3 separate regions of the Mus musculus genome follow, and all the other regions are linked to region 1. Evidence: chromatin contacts called from public promoter capture Hi-C data. All regions are on one chromosome and are shown on one strand. Each heading gives the region's core, a stretch centred on a gene start, on an enhancer-like site or on the middle of the called end of the contact. The rest is flanking DNA. Distances are from core to core; before and after follow the strand shown. Region 1 holds the start of Mrpl3 (mitochondrial ribosomal protein L3). Region 2 holds the start of Atp2c1 (ATPase, Ca++-sequestering). Region 3 overlaps Cpne4 (copine IV).

The links. Promoter capture Hi-C pulls out the DNA fragments that hold promoters and counts their contacts.
Region 2: a contact with region 1 is called in a promoter capture Hi-C map of liver, with 3 times the contacts expected there. The contact joins the promoter of Atp2c1 here to the promoter of Mrpl3 in region 1. A contact is called at or near these places in 7 of 39 promoter capture datasets (cranial neural crest, erythroid cells, hematopoietic stem and progenitor cells and 3 more).
Region 3: a contact with region 1 is called in a promoter capture Hi-C map of hippocampal neurons, with 5 times the contacts expected there. The contact joins the enhancer-like site here to the promoter of Mrpl3 in region 1. A contact is called at or near these places in 3 of 39 promoter capture datasets (the C10 cell line, hippocampal neurons and stem cell-derived epiblast-like cells), 2 of 484 Hi-C or Micro-C datasets (cerebral cortex and forebrain) and 2 of 115 datasets of contacts at active chromatin or transcription factors (fibro-adipogenic progenitors and neural progenitor cells).

What each region holds. Positions count from the first base shown.
Region 1 is chr9:105,051,896-105,054,641 of GRCm38.p6, reverse strand. Mrpl3 (mitochondrial ribosomal protein L3) reads right to left here and starts at 1,374. Exons shown (of 10, transcript NM_053159.4): 1 at 1,130-1,374; 2 at 37-221. The coding sequence starts at 1,221.
Region 2 is chr9:105,519,836-105,522,581 of GRCm38.p6, reverse strand. Atp2c1 (ATPase, Ca++-sequestering) reads left to right here and starts at 1,325. Exons shown (of 27, transcript NM_001253831.1): 1 at 1,325-1,542. The coding sequence starts at 1,435.
Region 3 is chr9:104,775,287-104,778,032 of GRCm38.p6, reverse strand. All of the region lies in intron 2 of Cpne4 (copine IV), which reads right to left. Among named protein-coding and RNA genes, the nearest start is that of Cpne4, 210 kb to the right of the region's middle. Within about 2 kb of position 1,377, at least 12 of the 459 cell types and tissues checked have an H3K27ac peak or open chromatin away from gene starts, as enhancers often do. A contact at or near this core is called in forebrain and hippocampal neurons, where this site is marked.

The DNA of each region.
Region 1 (2,746 bases), core at 125-2,624:
AATTAAGGGGTCACATCTCAAATCCCTACACCTCACCTGGTTCCCAGGGATGTAAAGGCCACGGCTCATCTTTCAAGGGATTCAGTTTACTTGTCAGCTGGGTTTTATTTTCATCGGAGACCAGTTGCTTAACAAAGGAGAGATTTTCTTCAGAAAGATGTTCATCCCACCAAGTACTACTCTTGCTGTGGAGATTTCTAACAAAGAACAAGATATTCTTTCTGGAAACAAAAACAATCAAGTCATTATTTCCATTTAATGTAGGGGAGGCCACAGTTAGATAATGCACTCACGGCCTCAGGGAATGGTGTGGTTTGTCCATTTTCCCTAACACTTCTTATAATAACACGGGGGCTTCTGCTTTAACCAAGAATGGTTACCCTGAAGGCTAAATTTATCTTTTCATTAACAATAAACAATCCTACCTAACTAATAAGAAACACATGAGTGACTACTAACCCACATGAATCTGTACTTGACAGTTTTCTAATGGAGTGGCATCGCCAATGTTAACAAACTACCAAATAAGCAGTTTTAAAAACAAAACTAAAAACCACAGAACACAACCCCTGTCCAGCAAATGCACTAAGAAGGAGATTAGCAGCTTGAGGCAAGGAAGGAAGGAAGTGTGTTTAATTTTTGCATACGGTGGGGGTGGATGAGAACCTAAATAAACCTCTGGGCAGTCTACTTTGGTTGGTAGTGAGGAAGTTCCAGCTTAGAATTACAAGTGATTTTCTACTCATTAGCTGAGTGACTTTGGACAACCTATTTCCCTTTAGTTTCAGTTTTATCTGAAAAACTTTCACGACAGTGGTCTGCTCACCGGACACAAGGCCTAATATAGGTTACAATACAAACACAACGTCTAGTCCAGCACTGGCTGGTTGGAAGACATTCTTGCTGCTGCTAATAGTCGCAGCTAACCCCTAATTCCTTGAACATTAAAACAAAACCCCACTACTCCTTCAAGGCTTTAGATTGAACGATGCTTTCTTAATTTTCTATGCTACCCCCTTGAACACATGGCCCCTTCCACTTCTAACCCTCTGCGGCAAAACCAAATCTCTGTTCAAGGACATAGTTGAGTGGGCGGCGCCCCCCGCCACCACCTCTTGCCCATACCCACCTTCTCTCTAAGCCGGGGTCAGCACCTAGGCCTCTGGCGCCACAGCCCAGCACCCGGGCGCCAGCCTGCGCCAGCAGCCTCCAACCCGGCATGGAAGTGGCCGGGCAGGGCTCGGCTCGCGACACCTCCCGCCGCGCCGCCGCGGAGCTTTCAGCAAGTCCCCAACCCAAACCCCAGGAGTTCGTAGTAGGCCTGGGACAGCAGTCACGCCGTTTGTCCGCCAATGCCCTCCGCGGAGGAAAAGCACAGCCGGGCCACTTCCGGTCCGTTTCTCAAAGCGGTCCGGGTAAAGACTCCATACCTGTAACTATGGTTCCGTATCCAAATGGCTCTACTTTGCCAATGGATTAGATGGTTGACTCTAGTGGTGGCAAAGAACGTTTGGGGCTTTAAACTTTAGGAGAATGTGACAAGAAAAGATAAAAATTTCTTTGTAAACTAAAGAAAGAGAAGTCACCTCCAATAATACTCACTGTGGGAAAACTCACTGTGCTAAGTAAGTCGCACTTTGGCAATTTTATATTGGTTAATCCCAAGACCAGCCCTTTAAAGAAGTTATTTCTATATTATAACTAAGGGAGCAAGTACTTAAAATTTATGTACATGCCAAAAACAGATGAACAGAGTTAACACTGAAATAGGACTGATGTATGCTAACAATAAAGTGGGGTCAAAACAAACAAAACAAACCAAAAACAACAAAACCGGACCACATGCAACTTTCGGGGCTGGAGCACAAACAGTCCCAGGCCGTTCTTCAACTCATCAAAGACCTTAAACCGGAATTGTCTAGAGAGGCAGCTCATAGAGTTGAGACCAGGTGCAATTGTTTCAGGAAAGAGTGTTACCATAAAGTTTCAGAATGATCGTGATACAGCTACAACAGTACTGTATCTTCTATGCCCCAGGTCGTCCTACCTTGTATGTGCTAGACATTCATTTCTCTACTCCAAAAACCCTATCTCAGTTACATCAGTGTTTTTGGAAAAGTAGAAACAGCAATTTGGCCTTTCAGCTTCCTCTTTAGAGAGAGAGAGAGAGAGAGAGAGAGAGAGAGAGAGAGAGAGAGAGAGAGAGAGAGAGAGCGCAAGCGAGCAAGGAAGAAAGGAAGAAAGAAAGAAAGAAAGAAAGAAAGAAAGAAAGAAAGAAAGAAAGAAAGAAAGGAAGGAAGGAAGGAAGGAAGGAAGGAAGGAAGGAAGGAAGGAAGGAAGGAAGGAAGGAAGGAAGGAAGAAAGAAAATTAAAGACCTGGGTAACCTGCTTTAGAAAGTTTAGAGAGTTATTGCTTAGACGTGAGGGCTCAAAATCGTTGCCTGTTCTTCCACTAAGTGCTGTTGTGGGTACCTTGACAGCTTCTCAGTAATATTTTGAGACTCAGAGAAAAGAATGCATCACTCTGTCCTTGCTACCTGACTTCACAGATACTTAAGATAGGCATATTCATTGAGCCTTGACATCTACTATGCATGAGAATAAGAGAAAACAAAACCTACTATCACCAATATCTAGTGTTTTGTATGTCTATAGTATACAATAGTCTGTGTTCAGTATTGTATGTGTCCATCAGTCAATGGTATCCAGGAGGTCACTAAACTTGTAGGAAGGCCAGTTTAAGTAG
Region 2 (2,746 bases), core at 76-2,575, 470 kb before region 1:
GGAGTGGGGGTAGAAGTGTGGCTCAGGACTTAGACGACAAACCCTGTGACCTCTATAGATCCCAAAGAAAATGAACTTTCAAATGTATAATTTCATATCCTTTAACACAACAGATCTCTTGTTGTGTTCTTCTTTACCCCCCTGCCCCCACCACCCCTTTTTCCTCTTTTGAAGGCATGAATCCTTTTTATAGTAGTTAGAAGTGTGCTTGTAACAGTTCCTCTCACAGATACTCAGGAGAAAGCCTCGGGGAAATTTAATGGTTCTGAGTTCAGCCTGTGGCTTTGCGATAAGGATTCAAGGCAAGAAGCCTTTTAACTCAGAAAAGAATCTGTTTGCAGCCATTGCCCAATAAATGCAAAGTGTCTGGTTACTGGCACGTAGCACAATGCACCACAGAACTCAATGAATGTCCACAGAGCTGGCCAACCCCATAATGTCCATGAAGGGGTGGTGTCTGTGTGTGAGTGTGTGTGTGTGTGTGTGTGATTTGCTTAGTTTTCAAACAGTGCTAGTCTTCTAACAGGGTCCACAGAATCAATACACTCATGGGAACTTGCAGAGACCAGGAAGCCTGCAGGGGTCTGCCCCAAGTCCTCTGCATGTATGTTATGGCTGAGTAGCTCCGGGTTCATGTGGAAATGCTAACATTGAGAGCTGGGTCTGTCCCAGACTCTTTTGCCTATGTGTGGGACCCTTTTCCTCCTCCTGGGGAGTGGGGAGGAGGAATGTGTGGGTGGAGGAGCTGGGAGGAGAGGAGAAACTGTGGTCAGGATGTAACATATGAGAGATGAATAAAAATAATAAAATAAGAACTCTAAAACAGCGTTTCTCAAGGCTGAAATGAATTGACACTTTTGAGCGGAGGCTCAGTTGAAGGTTGTTAGTGTGTGTTGGTAATGACAAGAAAGCTCAAAGGAAACTGGGAAAACCTCATGTCATGCCCTCTTAGAAAGAAAGAAAGAAAGAAAGAAAGAAAGAAAGAAAGAAAGAAAGAAAGAAAGAAAGAAAGAAAGAATCACCAGAAATACTGTCGGAAGAATTAAAATTAAACCTCACGAGAGTCCGTGGGTATGGAAAGTCACCCGCTAGCTAATATTAACATCGCTTGCAACAGAGCCTTGCTGCTCAAAATAGGACAGTCAGTCATATCGCTATCGCTGGGCTGTTTACATTCTTCGGGCCAGCCCTGAACTTCTTCCTGCCTCTGGCTCCTGGGCATTGCAGTTCTGGAGGTTTCTAGATGACCCGCCTCCCTCAGCTGTCTCTAGGAACTTCCACTCAAAGGGGGAGCTATAAGATTGACACCTGCTCGGTTTGCAGCAAAGTGGTGGCACTTCAAAGGAGCGGCTAGGCAGCAGAGACTAAGTGTCTAGGTCGCATTTGGTCGCTGTCAGGGAGGGGCAGACAAGGACCCTCGGGTTTCCCCTCAGTATGGAGAACTTATTGCCTCCGTCCGGATTTTCTTACTTGAAAAAGTATCCTCTCCACTCTATTCGGAAATATTTATCAACGCTGAGAAGCCAAAGGGCCGAAGAGCAGGTACTATTTTGTTTGTGCTAACTTTAAAAATAACTGGTGCTTATTTCTGGGTGTGGCCTGTCGAAGCTTGGGGAATGTTTCTCTGCTGGCTTACTGGTGTTCATAGGCAGAGGTCAGATCCAGCCTGTAGTTACTCGAGCTTGGCAGTCAGAGGAGCCTGCCGCTTGTGAGGGGTTACTTGGCTGTGGAACGTTTGGGTCCTGAGATAAATTATGCAAATGTTCTGGGTGTGTGTGTTTGACACTTATTTTGCTTTCTTCCGTTATCTAGATGAACCTACCATACTACGGAGGTGACTCTTTGATACTTTGATCATTTTTTCAGTGTTTCGAAGACAAATTCTGAAACCGTTCGTAGCTCAATAGATGAAGCAGTATACCCTAGAAACACACTTATTTTCTTGCATGTTTCTGTGATTATTTTAATGTCACTAGGATTTGCAAAATGAAGGTTATCTGTGTGGCTATAATCAGATCATTAGTGGGCTGATAAGATCATTTGGATATAATAGGTGATTCTTATATGTGGTGCATAGGGGACAGAGCACAATAATTATTAATCCTTTTAGCCAATTGAAAGCTACAGTTTCCAACAGGAAGTTCTAGCATGTGGGTATAGACGCATCTTAATAAGCCTGTTTAAAATGTCTGGTTATTTCATTTAAAAACATGTGTGTTCATTACATTGATTACATTATACATTGATATCTAAAAACTGCTTTCGTAATTGCACTGGATTAGAGAGAGAACAATGTGTGGCCCATTTAAATCCAGGAGCTCATTTAGAAGCTTGGCAACGGACTAGAAATATGAAAGACAGGTCTGTCACCACATAGAAGATGACCAGCCACAAGCGCTCTGCCCTGTGCTCTCTCTAGAACGGCAGAGCCAGGCGACAGATATTGCCAGTGTCCTGTTCTTTTTTCCTCCGTGGTAGAAAATGACCCAGTTAGTAAGAGGCTTCCCAGAAATGGAAGCAGAGGGCAGCAGAAGGAAACCCTTTGGTGACCCCTTTTCCCCAAAGCTCATGCCTCATTTGAAAAAAAAAAAAAAAAACAAAAACCAAAAAACAAAATACCTGACAGATCATTAGGATTATCAAGGAAACTGCATCTTAAAATCTTAAATGATTTTGACTAGTGCTAGAGACTCAGGCTCTCTGCATTAAGGGAGCTAGGTTGCCCCATTTACCTCTCGCTCAGTTT
Region 3 (2,746 bases), core at 128-2,627, 280 kb after region 1:
CCAACACACGCTTGGGTAACTCCCATTAGTAACAGCAGGGATTGTAACAGCCCACACAGGAGAAAAATAGAAGCTTCACGGGGGGAGGCTACAATAAGCAGCCCAGACGCCCAGTGGATTCATTTTGCTGTCATAGGATTGCTCCACTGTGCCTCAGTTTCTGTATTTGGCTAATGGTGAAGTTCTGTGCCCTCTGTCCACAGGGTATACTGTGAGGGCTAGTTAAGGACTGATACCAACAGCTTCACATGCATTTTACACACATGTACACACACAAACACAGACACAGATACACACACAGGCATGCACGTGCACATTCACACAAGTATTATCTAAATTCTCATTATTCTCAGTATTGCTTTGAGATGGGAGGTTGTCAGGAACTCATAACTTTGGGAGGGGGTGTGTGTCCCTACCTTATTGAGTTAGAATTTGTATTTTGATAAGGCCCCCATCTTCTACTTTAATATATGAGAGAAAAAGCACAATGCCCACCAAGTTTACTTAAAACCTGATGTGGGGCCGAGGAGATGATTCAGTGTGTAAAAGTGCTTGCTCTGTAAACATGAAGACATGTGCCCAAATCCCCAGTACCAATACAAAAAGCCAGGCATGCTACACGTCCCTATACCCAAGCAGTGGGAGTTTGAGGTAGGCAGATTCAGAGTACTTGCTGATCATCCAGCTTAGCCAAAGGAGCATGCTTCTCTTCCAGCAAGAGATTCTGTCTCAAGGTAATGAGTCAGAGAATGATAAAGGAAGACACCCGGCATCCTGCTCTGACCTTTGCATGTGTGTGGAGGACTGGAGGGGTGTGTGTGTGGATATACACATCTAAACACTTCAGTGCATGCAACAACCCCCCATCATGCCACACACAGACACCTAATGTAATCTTTGAATCAACTCTACTCATAGATAACATTATTCCAATTTGATTGATTCTACAAGGTGGATGATTTTTCTAGGAATACTTTACAACCTAGTGATACATGGTGACCCCAGGTCAGGGCTGAGGAAGGACATGTAGGAGATATAGCTGTACTTAATTTCCTTCCAGTGTTAAAAAAAAGTAACAGAAGAGGATCGCTGTCAGATGGGGGGAGGACATGCTTGATAAAAGACAGTGGGGCTGCACATGTGTAGATCTAGCAGAAAAACAGTGAAAAGACAGAAGGACAAAGAGAAGTACTTCTAAAGGCCACACTCTCCCTTCCCTGCATGTCTCATATAGTAAAAGCTCTCTCTCTCTCTCTCTCTCTCTCTCTCTCTCTCTCTCTCTCTCTCTCTCTCTCTCTCTCTCTCTCTCTCCTCTCCTTAAAAATCAAATCCTGCCCGGCATGAATATGTATAATTAGATGTTCCCTAGGAGTGAGAAGTAGTAATTAATTCAGTGTTAAACATCACAATCTATTACTTGAACTCCATGGCAACCGTGGTTGCCAATAGAGAGAAAACAAAATTTCGGAGCCTATTTTAAAATAATTACATTGAAATTTTTGAAAATGTGTAAAAGCGGACGCTTTCTATTTTTAGGTTTAGACAATAGGCAGTGCCTCAACAAGTAGAGATGGGCACCCAGAAATAAAAACAAGGGAATAGCAATCCCATCTGAACTCACCAAAATGGCGATGTGGACCCTGTGACTCTGACCTGGTCCAGAGCACAGAGCCCAGCTGCTTGCTCTGGGTGAGATCATTGCTCAAGCCAGAAGGAGATGTATTAATAATTTCCCAGGAGATTGAATCTTTGCAGTCCATCTGAACTAGATTTTAATCCCAGATCTGTCACTTAAGTGTTTTCACACAGGCAATTTCCTTCCCTCTCGGAGCTTCAATTCTCCTACGTGTCAAAAACGGTGGTGGGGTGGGCAGGTGACTTGCAATATTCTTAAACATGTCAAAGGTATAAAGTCAAATATAGTGTGGTTGGCTGTGTTCCTCTGAAATCATATTCTGAGTTTAAGATGTCTTTAATGCCAACAGCTTGAAAAATGAAAGCAAAGGAGGAAGAAAGACAAGGTAGAAGGAAGAGGTTGTTCCAAGACAAAGTCCCCTTCACAACCAGGGATGGTCTCTTGGGGATCTCTGGAGCTAATGTACCCGATAAAGCTAATCAAGCATGGAAAAGAATGCCACGAGTATTTCCCACACCACAATCTGTCACTTGGTAGGTTGGCCTCTCCATGGAGGACTGGGTGTTGGGTGAAGGGGGAATATTGGAGGCAATCGCTGAAGGAGCTTCAAGCTACCAGCTTCCTCAGCAGCTGGTCCATGAGTCCTTGGAAGGTGAAGTAGAAGTGGGTTTGAATGCTGAATCTCTATATCCATTTTATACTATGTAGACAGTGTTTGCTTTCTTTCCTTAGAAAATGTAATCATTACAAACATTTTTGACTAATAGAGATTCTAGTGTCCAGAAAAAGCCATTTATAGTGGAGAGCATAATGTTTTCCATTCTTTAAAATAACCTTGAGGGCCGGGGAAGTGGTGCAATCAATAAAACATGCACCTTTCAGATCTGAGGACCTGAGTTCAGTCCTTAGACATGCATTGTAATCCCAGACCCGAGGAAATAGAGTCAGGCAAAGCCCTGAGGCTCACTGGCCAGCCTGATGAGCCTACTGGGCAAGCTCCAACTAGTCACATCATGCCTCTTTGCCTAGAGTCAAAATAATCCATCAGCTCTCAACCACCAGTGCTCCCATGGAAACTGCTCTCTTCCCTTCCTTCTACTGAGAAAGTTG